2 separate regions of the Mus musculus genome follow, and region 1 is linked to region 2. A link is a contact called in public HiChIP or PLAC-seq data. All regions are on one chromosome and are shown on one strand. The core of a region is the stretch at or near the end of the contact, and the rest is flanking DNA. Distances in the headings are between cores, read along the strand shown. Region 1 has its middle 29 kb from the start of Gm26422. Region 2 has its middle 54 kb from the start of Gm33436.

What was found. HiChIP or PLAC-seq counts read pairs in DNA pulled down with a chosen protein or histone mark.
Region 1: a contact with region 2 is called in an H3K27ac HiChIP or PLAC-seq map of the NIH/3T3 cell line, with 7 times the contacts expected there. The contact joins two enhancer-like sites. A contact is called at or near these places in 1 of 484 Hi-C or Micro-C datasets (bone marrow-derived macrophages), 3 of 115 datasets of contacts at active chromatin or transcription factors (the NIH/3T3 cell line, embryonic stem cells and fibro-adipogenic progenitors) and 1 of 9 other capture datasets (embryonic stem cells).

What each region holds. Positions count from the first base shown.
Region 1 is chr2:61,306,435-61,311,432 of GRCm38.p6, reverse strand. No RefSeq gene overlaps it. Among named protein-coding and RNA genes, the nearest start is that of Gm26422, 29 kb to the right of the region's middle. Within about 2 kb of position 2,027, at least 44 of the 459 cell types and tissues checked have an H3K27ac peak or open chromatin away from gene starts, as enhancers often do. A contact at or near this core is called in the NIH/3T3 cell line, where this site is marked.
Region 2 is chr2:60,744,264-60,749,385 of GRCm38.p6, reverse strand. No RefSeq gene overlaps it. Among named protein-coding and RNA genes, the nearest start is that of Gm33436, 54 kb to the right of the region's middle. Within about 2 kb of position 1,550, at least 77 of the 459 cell types and tissues checked have an H3K27ac peak or open chromatin away from gene starts, as enhancers often do. A contact at or near this core is called in the NIH/3T3 cell line, where this site is marked.

The DNA.
Region 1 (4,998 bases), core at 778-3,277, 560 kb before region 2:
TGGTTTTTCTTTAATCATTCCTTTTCTCTTTTTTCTTCTTCATTCTTTCCTTTTTTAAAATGAATTATCTCATGGTTTCTAGAAGTCCACAGATTTGTTTCTTTGTTCTGTCTTCTGATGAGTCAGAGAGCCTTCCACGTATTATTACACTTGCTATGTAGCTCATGGTTTCAACGTTTGGGCCACTTCTGGATCTGAGCTCTATTGATTGTTTTCTTTTTCTCTTACCTCTAAAATTGTTCGTATGTATGTTCATTTTAAAATTTAAGTAGAAGACATTATGTATTTAGCAGGAGAGAATGATTTAAAACCAATCTGAGTCCACAAATTTGTAAGCCTTTTCTGTCAGGCCCTTAGGAGCTAAGCTGGAGTTGGATTTTGTTGTTTTGTGACTCTTGATACCCCACAGGCTCCCACGTCTCCAGTTTGCTCTTCCTTGGCCTTTGTGTGGCACCAGCATGAGGAGGGTTTTTCCTCTGTACTCATCCTTGTTTCAGGCTGCTGTGTTTTCTTACCTCTGAGAACCCCTTCCACTCAATAGATTTTGTTGCTTGCTCCTCTGTGTTGGTACCATACTGGAGATGGAGGGCTTCCTTTTCCTTCTCTGCATTTCAAGCTTACCTCTCTACTTTGTTCTGGAGAGGCAGTAGCTTTTCATCATCCTGGTCCCATGTCCCTGTAGCTGAGAAGCACTGCTGTGGATATGTGATCAGCCTCGGATAGACGAGCATTTTCAGGCTTTGCTTGCTAGCTTAGGCTTAGGCGCTGATGGTGGTCCTTTGTTCCTCCCCTAGGAGCAGGGGGCTGTTTTTCTCTACATCTTCTTCAAAGCTGTGGATCTGTGCCAGTCTTCTACCCTCTCAAGACAGGATTGGTTTCTTCCTCCATGGAAACAGTGGCATCTTGCCTAAGGCCTGAGCAGAAGAGGTTTTGCTATTTCCCCAGGCGACTTTAAGGCATTTCCTTCACAGGGCAAAAGAATCCCAAGAAGGAAAGAAACAGGGGTATTTAGTTACCAACTCCTGTCACTTGTTCATGCCTATTCCTGAGAATGTTAACTTCCTGGCACTTGTGGTCCACTGTAGATGTGGTCCAAGCATCTTCATTTAAGCTGGAAAACAGCTTCTGGGAGGTAATTTCAAATGTTTTCAGTTGGAGCTATCAATGTGGACATCAACAATCAGTTAAAGTGTAGACATTGACTACTTTATATGATCTCCCAGGTGGCAGAAAAACACACTCTGTTTGCTTCTCCATGCTCCCACCCAAGAGTATGTTAATAGCATGAAATTATGCTTTGCCCAAATGGTCCAAGTGAACTTAAAGAAGGTAAAGTGAAAAATTACAGGCAGAAGGCATGCTTAAAGCTGAAACATCAAACGCCAGTGACTTATGGACAAGCAGCATGGAGAAGTTGAGCTCTCCCTGAAACCAAAGCCAAGACAAAACACAAGATTAAGAAACAGTTTAAATTTTCCCAGAGAAGGGCTGGAGTCACTGATGATAACCATAAAAGCTCTTGTCGGGAAGGTATTGCTGGCTCACAGTACAGTTGTGAAGCCACATCTACATCAAATGGCGATTGCTGCTTAGCATGCCAGCTTCAGAAACTGTAAGTGAGCTAGGGATGAGAGGGGCAGGAGAAAATGTAGCTGCTGTGAAGGAGGATTTAACTCATAGAGTACAACAGCATGGATTCTTTTATGGCAGGGAAGTCCACCTGCCCTACACCCTGGGCTGCTAGAAGTACCATGAGTGAGGTTCAGGAAGACACGAGGATACTTTGGAGATAGTCTCTAGAGAGACGTGTTGGCTGTGAACCAGGACAGAAGCCTGGAGGAGGCCCTTTGTTATTCTATATCCACTTATTCAGGCCTGTCTCAAGAAGATAGGCTTCCCCTTTAAGGAACAACTATTAGTCAGTGAGCAACAAAAGCATTCCCTCCCCACCTTAACTCACACCTCAGGACCTAGGTGTTGCAATCCTGAGTCATAGGGGTTTGTGCCTGGGCACATGATTCAGTCAGAATCACCAAGATGCTCTGTTGAAAAAGAAGCCTATTCTCTTTTCTGATGAAGCTGAACTGAGAGGATATGAGTCAGAAGTACGCAGGGTCGTGATCAAAGTTTCAGGATGAAGCAAATGCAATGGAAGGTGGGGCAGCAGATGAGGGAGAGCTGATGACACCACCTCCCCCCCCCTTTTTATCTGGAGCCAGAATCACACCCACCAGAATTTCGGTCATATGAACCAGGGAAAATTGACTTTTTCTTATGTTGATCACATTCCTATTGTGGGTGCAGACGTATATGTGAGTGCATGCCACACATATACACACATGTATGTATAGGTCTGAGAACAACTTGCGAAGCTGGGTCATGAAGGTCCTGGGGCTCAGACTCAGGGTGATGAGGCTTGCTGGCAAGCACCTTAACCTATCAAATCAGCTTATCAGTTTACTTATTTTTCAGTTGAAATTTCTATCAGTTTCAACTAAGAGATCTCATCTTGACTAATATATTTATTCATAGTGCACAGTGTAGAGTCACAGAGTAATAAAAGACAGGTGTCCACCTGTTATTTCCTATATTGTCACTAAGTTGTTGAGAAGTCGAATTAGGGTGATTTTGTCTGTCTATCTATCTATCTATCTATCTATCTATCCATCTATCTATCCATCTATCTCTCTATCTACATGCTTTAAACAAAGTTTGTTTTTGAAATCACTACATATTTATGAGATGTTGTAAAGACATCATGAGGGGTTCTCACTGTGTGCTTTGCCAGTTTCCCCTCTTGTCAGCATCTCAGGTGACTATGACACGCTTGTCAGAGTGTGGCGCTCTTCAACTGACAAGACAACAGCTTTATCTTGGATTCCACAGCTCTCCCACCAAGGCCCCCCTTGTCTGGTCCAGGATCCCACCTTGCATTCAGTTGCCATATCTCCTTACTCTCCTCTGGCCTGTGCCAGTTTCTCCACTTGCCCTGTTTTACACAACCTTGGCAGCTTTGCAAGTATGGCTGTGATGGTAACTCTGGAGGCAGTCCTTGAGTTTGAGTCTGATGGATTTGTCATGAGTGAGGTGAGAACATTGAGTTCTGGAGAGGAACATCACAGAGCTGGATAGGGCGAGGCCGGACCAGCGTTGAGCAGGTGATTAGGACACTAACGCAGTGTGTGTTGAATGAAGGAGGCTCTCACTGTGCACATGGTCTTTCTATGGCTTAGTGCTGCTCTGAATCAGTGCACACAACATCAAGCAGGGGCACAAAGGTACATAGTGATCTTTATGAACTGTGAACATTTAAATGAGGTTTTACTTTGTGAAATTTCAAGCACAGAAGTATGAATTCATTATGGTAAATTAAAATCCCAGCCTTCCTGGAGGGGCCCTAGTGTGATTTGTTTCTACACAAGAACATCTTTATTCTGCCAGGGCTTCATCATTGCTATATAATTCCTTTAATTAGATTTATGCTTGTGTCTCCAAATGATACTCTTATAAAATGTTGTAATAGTAATGACAAAAGTTTTACACACACACACACATACACACACATACATATATAAACAAACACATGTATGCATGCACACATGTATACACACAAACACACAAGCACACACACATACATACCACCATCACATCACCAAAAAGTTATCAAGTTTCAGCAATACATAGCTAACTTGTCTTCATATGCTAACAAGAAACTATAACTAGATCATCTGCTCCCTTTTCTCTACTAATTCATCAATAATTGTGATAGTTATTGAATACTCAGTGTGCAGAGCTCTGGGGAAAGTCTATAGAAAAGATGCCAAATGATGCAACTCTTGCCCACAGGCCCCATATTCAAGCACATATATTTATAATTCATGTGCCCAAATCAGCTCATGTATGGCAAGTGCTGTAAGACATTATGTAACAAGGCTGGATGTTGTTAACTTGCTAGCCAGTCCTTGGTTATGAAGTATGGTGAATTGTCCTTACCTGTAGTTGGGAGGGATTAACATTGTTTAAATGGAAGGATTAGAAATTTAAAAATTAGAATTGGAAATTGTTTGTTTGTTTGTTTGTTTGTTTGTTTGAAACAGAGTGTCTCCACATGGTCCTGCTTGTATTTGAACAAGATTTTTCTGACTCAGACTCCCAAATACTGCGATTATAAGCCTGTGCTACCACACCAAGCATAAATGTTTATTTTTCCTTTCACATGTAAATTGAATGGAGACAGATAAACATTTTTAAATGGTATCCCATTTGTTATGGTCATATTTGTTTGATCTGGTCAGCTGTTTGAAATATTTATTCCCAGCATTTATATGTGGAGGAATTCTTCTGAACAGATGCACCCTTGACTGCTCATTGAATCAAAAGATTTGCTATTGTTGAGTAGTAGTGCTGCTCTGTAAACACAGAGAATGTAGCCCCTAACTTGGCTCAAGTCACTTATTTCCCTATCTGTGAACAGATAGGGTAGTCCACATTGAAGGTGGACTGTGCAAAAAGGTAGATGGAATGGAGGCTTTATACTGGGACATTTACTGAAGGAACAATTTAATCCCAAACCATTCTGTCTTACAGACATGGGGCAGTGACAGGGGAACATGGTAAAGAGATTTCTAGAAGGCAGTTGTGTAGGATGGCAAGATATGGGAGGAATAGGACCCCATGTGCCCTGACAATAAGCCACTTTGGTGAGAGTCTCTAGTAGTTGGGCAGGTCACAAGGCAGCTGACACCAGAGTTTTTAACTTCTCCCAGCCCTAGTAGCCTCTTCCAAGCACATGGAGGCTAACATCTGAAATCTGTGCCTGTTTGTTTCCATTTCCAGGATGTTACATGACCAAGAGAGAGAAGGTGTCTCAAAATCCAGTCATGAAAAAAAGGGGGGGGGCATGAATTTGAAGAAGGAGAAGTAAGAAGGGGTATATGGAGGGATTTAAAGGGAGGAAGCAGGAGGGGGAAATGATGTAATTATGTTATAATCTCAAAA
Region 2 (5,122 bases), core at 301-2,800:
TCGCTGCACCGTCCCGCAGGCCCTCGTTTCTGAATGACTCCTGAGGTCCGTGGCGTGCTGTCTGAATTAGGTAAGAGACATGTAGATCCCTTTACTTGGAACAGCTGAGAAACCCTATACCCAGTTCTTGATGGCTTCTTGAGCAGAGGAAATATGTCCCCTTGATGCTGAGCAATGCTTCAGAGACAAAGGATGCCACATCCCAGGCGGAGCATGGCTTCAGACAAAAAGGGCATTTCGGAACTTAAGGAATAGATGCCACCACGCTTACTAACTACATACCTATGTGCCCTTCCCTATGAATAACAGCAGAAGCCAGAGGAATCACTAAGTTGCATGGCATCGTAAGCTTTGTTAACCTAATAAGGTCTCACGTTCCCTGTGTATCCAACTGACTACATTAGACAGTCATCCCTTGGTATCCACAGGGGGTATGGGTCCTAAGACTCCATAGATGCCAAGATCCACACATACTTAAGTCCCTTAAGTAATAAATTTGTGGGGGCTAGAGATGGTTCAGTGGTTAAGAGCACTGACTGTTCTTCCCAGAGATCCTGAGTTCAGTCCCCAGCAACCACATGGTGGCTCACAACATCTGTAATGGGATCTGAGGCCCTCTTGTGGTGTAATGGAAGAGAGCTACAGTGTACTCATAAATTAAATGAATGAATAAATAAATATTTGCATATAACTGCCTATATAGTTTGAGTCATTGCTAGATCTTGTGTGATGCCTAATGCAACAAAATGCTGTCTAATAACAGTTATATTGTAACGTTCATAATGACAGGAAGATAGTCCATGCATGTGCAATGCAGAGGTATTTTTCCCTTAAATATTTCATTGAGGACTCTCTAATTCTCATGCAGAATGATGGACATGGGCTAGCCATTTCCAGGAGTTTAGGAACACCTATGTACATGGAACTTGACGTAGTTACATGTTGACTTAGTATACAAAGACAAGGGGCAGCACTTCTGTGGATAAGCCAAAGTTTGCTGGGAGGTTAGCTTGTGTCAAAATTACCTTCTAGTCGGCAAAGTGGAAAGGTTGAACTGTGGGTTGGAAAAAGGAAAAGTATGGATACAACAGTTCTCTAGTGTGTGCTTGCTGCCTTTGGTGGCATTGCAGAGTGCTAGAGTCCCGGTACCCCAGCATCCTTGACTTGATGAGTGAAGGCCCTCTGTATGTCCAAGGGAGCACAAATACAATATCAGTGGGAGAAAGGTGAGGCTCCCTAGCCCCTTAGGGACTGTTTAAATTTGGACACACAACCAACAGTAAGTAGCTTCTCCCCGTCTGCACAGCCCAAAAGAGACAGACCCAGAAACATTGCTACAGAGATCATCAGCCTATCACACTCTCCCTCTTCCCCTTTCCACAAAAAGCCTAATGTATCCAGTAGTTGGGGGAGGGCAGAAGAATCAGAACTTGGGTTTGAAGAAAGCTAAGCGGTTTCTTAAATACCAAAGCAGTGAGATCAGCATCTTCAGCCATGGCTGGGGACAGGGTGGTGACCATGTGCTCTGTGGCTGGCTGCTGTGCACTGGTCAGGATCATCAGTATCTGGGGTCACTGGCACAGCCAGGAGGTGTGCGTGCATAGCCTTCTGGGGGATCAAGTGCTCAGCAGTGGAATTTGAATCTTACTCATGGGCTCCAGAGTGTCTCAGGCACTAGAGCTCCATCTCTGTAAGATAAGATCATGTTTGAGCTGGAGCCACTAGAGGGAGGATTTTATTATTCAACCTTCAGTGTGAGCCCAGAAAGAGACCAGAGGCAGTACGAACTTCAAGGCCAACTGCCAGAGAGTGTTGAATGTCTCAGAGCATGTCCTGCTCAAATTTGGGCTTCAACGGAAGACCCCAAATAGTCGTATTAATCATAGAGATGGGAGCAAGCACCCACATTGTGGGCTTTGTTGCTTAGACTGCAGAGTGACTTTGGTGGGATTTCTAAGGCCAGAGGTGGCCACGGAACAGCAAAAGCCAAAGAGCTGGCAAGCACATAGCTAGGCACAAAGTACCATTAGGTCTCCCTAGCTGCTCCGAATTAAAAGCAGGTGGCATTGGCTTAAACACACACAGTAGTGCTATTATTATTATTCTAAAATGTGAAGACTTGATCATTCACATGGGCACAGAACATAAAGAAGAATAGACATACCCCACCCTTTGGTGCCCCTAAAGCTGTTCTGCTGCTTGTTCCTCTAATGATGCTTCCCCACACTTCACAGAGTATCTCTAACAGCCTTCACATCTTCTTGCCAAGTGGAGACTCTTGCCATTTCACCTCCTAGTGTTGGTTCTGCCAACTGGAATAAGCCAGAATCCTGTTCCAGAAGAAGTCAGTCTGAAGTGAGCAACTGTCACTCAACAGCGCTGTACTTCTCTGGGTTGAACATCCCAGAGAAGCTCAGTTTTATCTCTTCCCCTTACTGCTGGCTGCACACTCCACCCCAGCAGCTCGCCGCCCCCATGTACCTCAACTGACAGCAGTCACTAGGTCACCAGGATCGCCCCCTGCCCTGCTCCATCCAAAGACTCACAACAGTTTCCTTCCTGACTAATTGGGAGCATGATAGATTCTTGAAATATGAAGCGAGAACTTTGGTGACCAGAAGAGTACTCATGCCAAGGTGTTGAGTACAGAATTGTAGGTACAATACAACCTTAAGTATGAAATATTTAAGTATGAAAGTTGAGACTGTATTTCAGAGTGCTTAGTGGATAAAGACCTTATGGAAAGGCCTGTGGAACATTTTTATTTATGTCTAAAACTATGCAAATTATTATGCAAATGCAGGAGAGATGGCCCATTCGTTAAGACTGGAGCAGCTCTTCCAGAGGATCCAACTTTGGCTCCCAATACCCAGGAAGCCCATGACCACCTGTAACTCCAGATTCAGTGCCCTCTACCAGTCTCTGTAGGCACCCAAATAGACATAAAAATATTTTTTTTTCCTTAAGATACTGTATAACACATTGGAAAGCAAGGTAACATGACATGATCTCGAATGAATTGTTCCTTGAGGGAGAAATGGTAAGTTTATCGTCTTGATGTGGCAATGTCAAGTAACAAAATCAAGAGCTATGTAAGAAGTTTGGGAGATCTGTGAAGGACCACAGCATTTCTCCTGAGAAGCTCTGACACACCAACCTATTCCTCATCTCTGATAAGAACTACTCCAGAGCGTTCACTGCTTTCTAGACCTTGTGACAGGTACAAACACCTACCTCAGCTCTGCCCTTGCCCAAGTGAGGCTTGGAGCAGAAGTCCCGAGAGTGGGCATTGCTATGCTGCTCCTGGTCTGAAGCCACTGATGTAACAAGAAGGCGTTATGTTGTCTCCTATTTGTGTATTTAATCGAGTAGCATATCAGATGCTTTCTATACAGCATTCTGAATTTTTTTTAACCAGCTATCATTTGTCCTCAATTACAGATTATGAATCAGCCGATATCTGTAATGGTTCTTGAATATCTGTTCATTGAATAGGTGGTTTCTTCTTGGGTACGGCAAAGGACTGTTCTCTGCAAGTGATTTTGAGATGCTATAGACTCTTAACCGGTGTGCTGAATTATGTTCCAGTCAAAGGCTCTTAGCCCATGTACTTCATCCCTCTTAGAGCTCCTTTCTCTTGCTTGACACTCACACTGAGAGTGTGCATGAGATCACAATACCTCTAGTGGCTTACAGAGCATTTTAAGCTACTCTCAGGACACTGTCTACTCTGCTTCACCAGAAACAGTTCAAGGCTGTCACTAGATTGCACATTTGGGTAAGAGGCCTTTTCCATAGCCAGCACACTGGAGAACAAGCAAACAGTAACTTCTGTTTCCTTACACGGTACCTTTTCCGAGGATTCTCAGAAATGATAGTGCATCCCTGGTTTGCCAGCCGGCAGACCCTTGAGAACTGAGGACAGGAAACACAGGGTCCTGAATGGCCTACGGTCAAATGCTGTTAACATTAGTCCTCATTCCTTCTCCTAAATTAACAAGAAATGTCTGTTTTCTATAATGTGTGTCCCCATTGGGAAGACATTTGATGAAGTAAATATTTAGATTATTTTTAAATGCCAAATACAGTACAAAGATCTTCTCTGATCTGTTTGAAAGAAAAATACCGGCTTACGACACCACACAAAGGACAATTCTGTATGATCACAATTCAACTATGAAAATAAGGTAAGTAATGTTACCACAGATAAGCCCTCCGACCACAGTCAGGTTCCATCAATGAGTCTCGAGTTGTTCTTTGTTGCAAAAAGATGCAGCTGGAAATCCCACAATGCACTCAATTGTCCCGTTTTTATTTTCTCTCAGTATGAAGTAGCTCATCTGTCCTTGACTTTCATGACTTCAATACAATTGAGGATTATAAACCAGTTATTTGGGGACATATCCTCCAATTGGTATCTGACATTTCTGGGTCATCTGCCGCTGGCAGGATTACCACCGAGTAAAGCTGGCTTCCGTCAAGAAAGCATGATGTCAGCTTGCTTTGTTTCTAGGCATGTCCTGCTTCTCACATAGCCACAGTGACATCTGCCAGCCAGTGTGCCATACAGTTACCCTTTGCTACTTGGCAGTTACAAAGTAGCTTGGAGAAAGTACTTTGAAGTCATGGAAACACTCTCACCCTGTTACTCATTCCCTTATCTGGATGAATAGGGATTCAAGTTCTCTTATTTTATTCAGTGGGTTGTAAGTTGTTACATTTTTTAAAAAGATTTATTTTATATATATAAAACAAATAATACATACATATATATATATGTATGTATACATATACATACATATAGATACATATACATACACAAATATATATATATATATATATATATATACACACACACATACATATATATATGTACACTGTAGCTGTCTTCAGATACCCCAGATGAGGGTAGCAGATCTCATTACAGATGGTTGTGAGCCACCATGTGGTTGCTGGGATTTGAACTCAGGACCTTTAGAAGAGCAGTCAGTATTCTTACCTGCTGAGCCATCTCTCCAGCCCCTGGTTACACTTTTAGTACAACATTATCCCGAGTTTGGCCAGTGCCACCAGCTAGTGTGTCTTTCAGGCACACCTGATCAGTTTATAAACACTGTCTTGC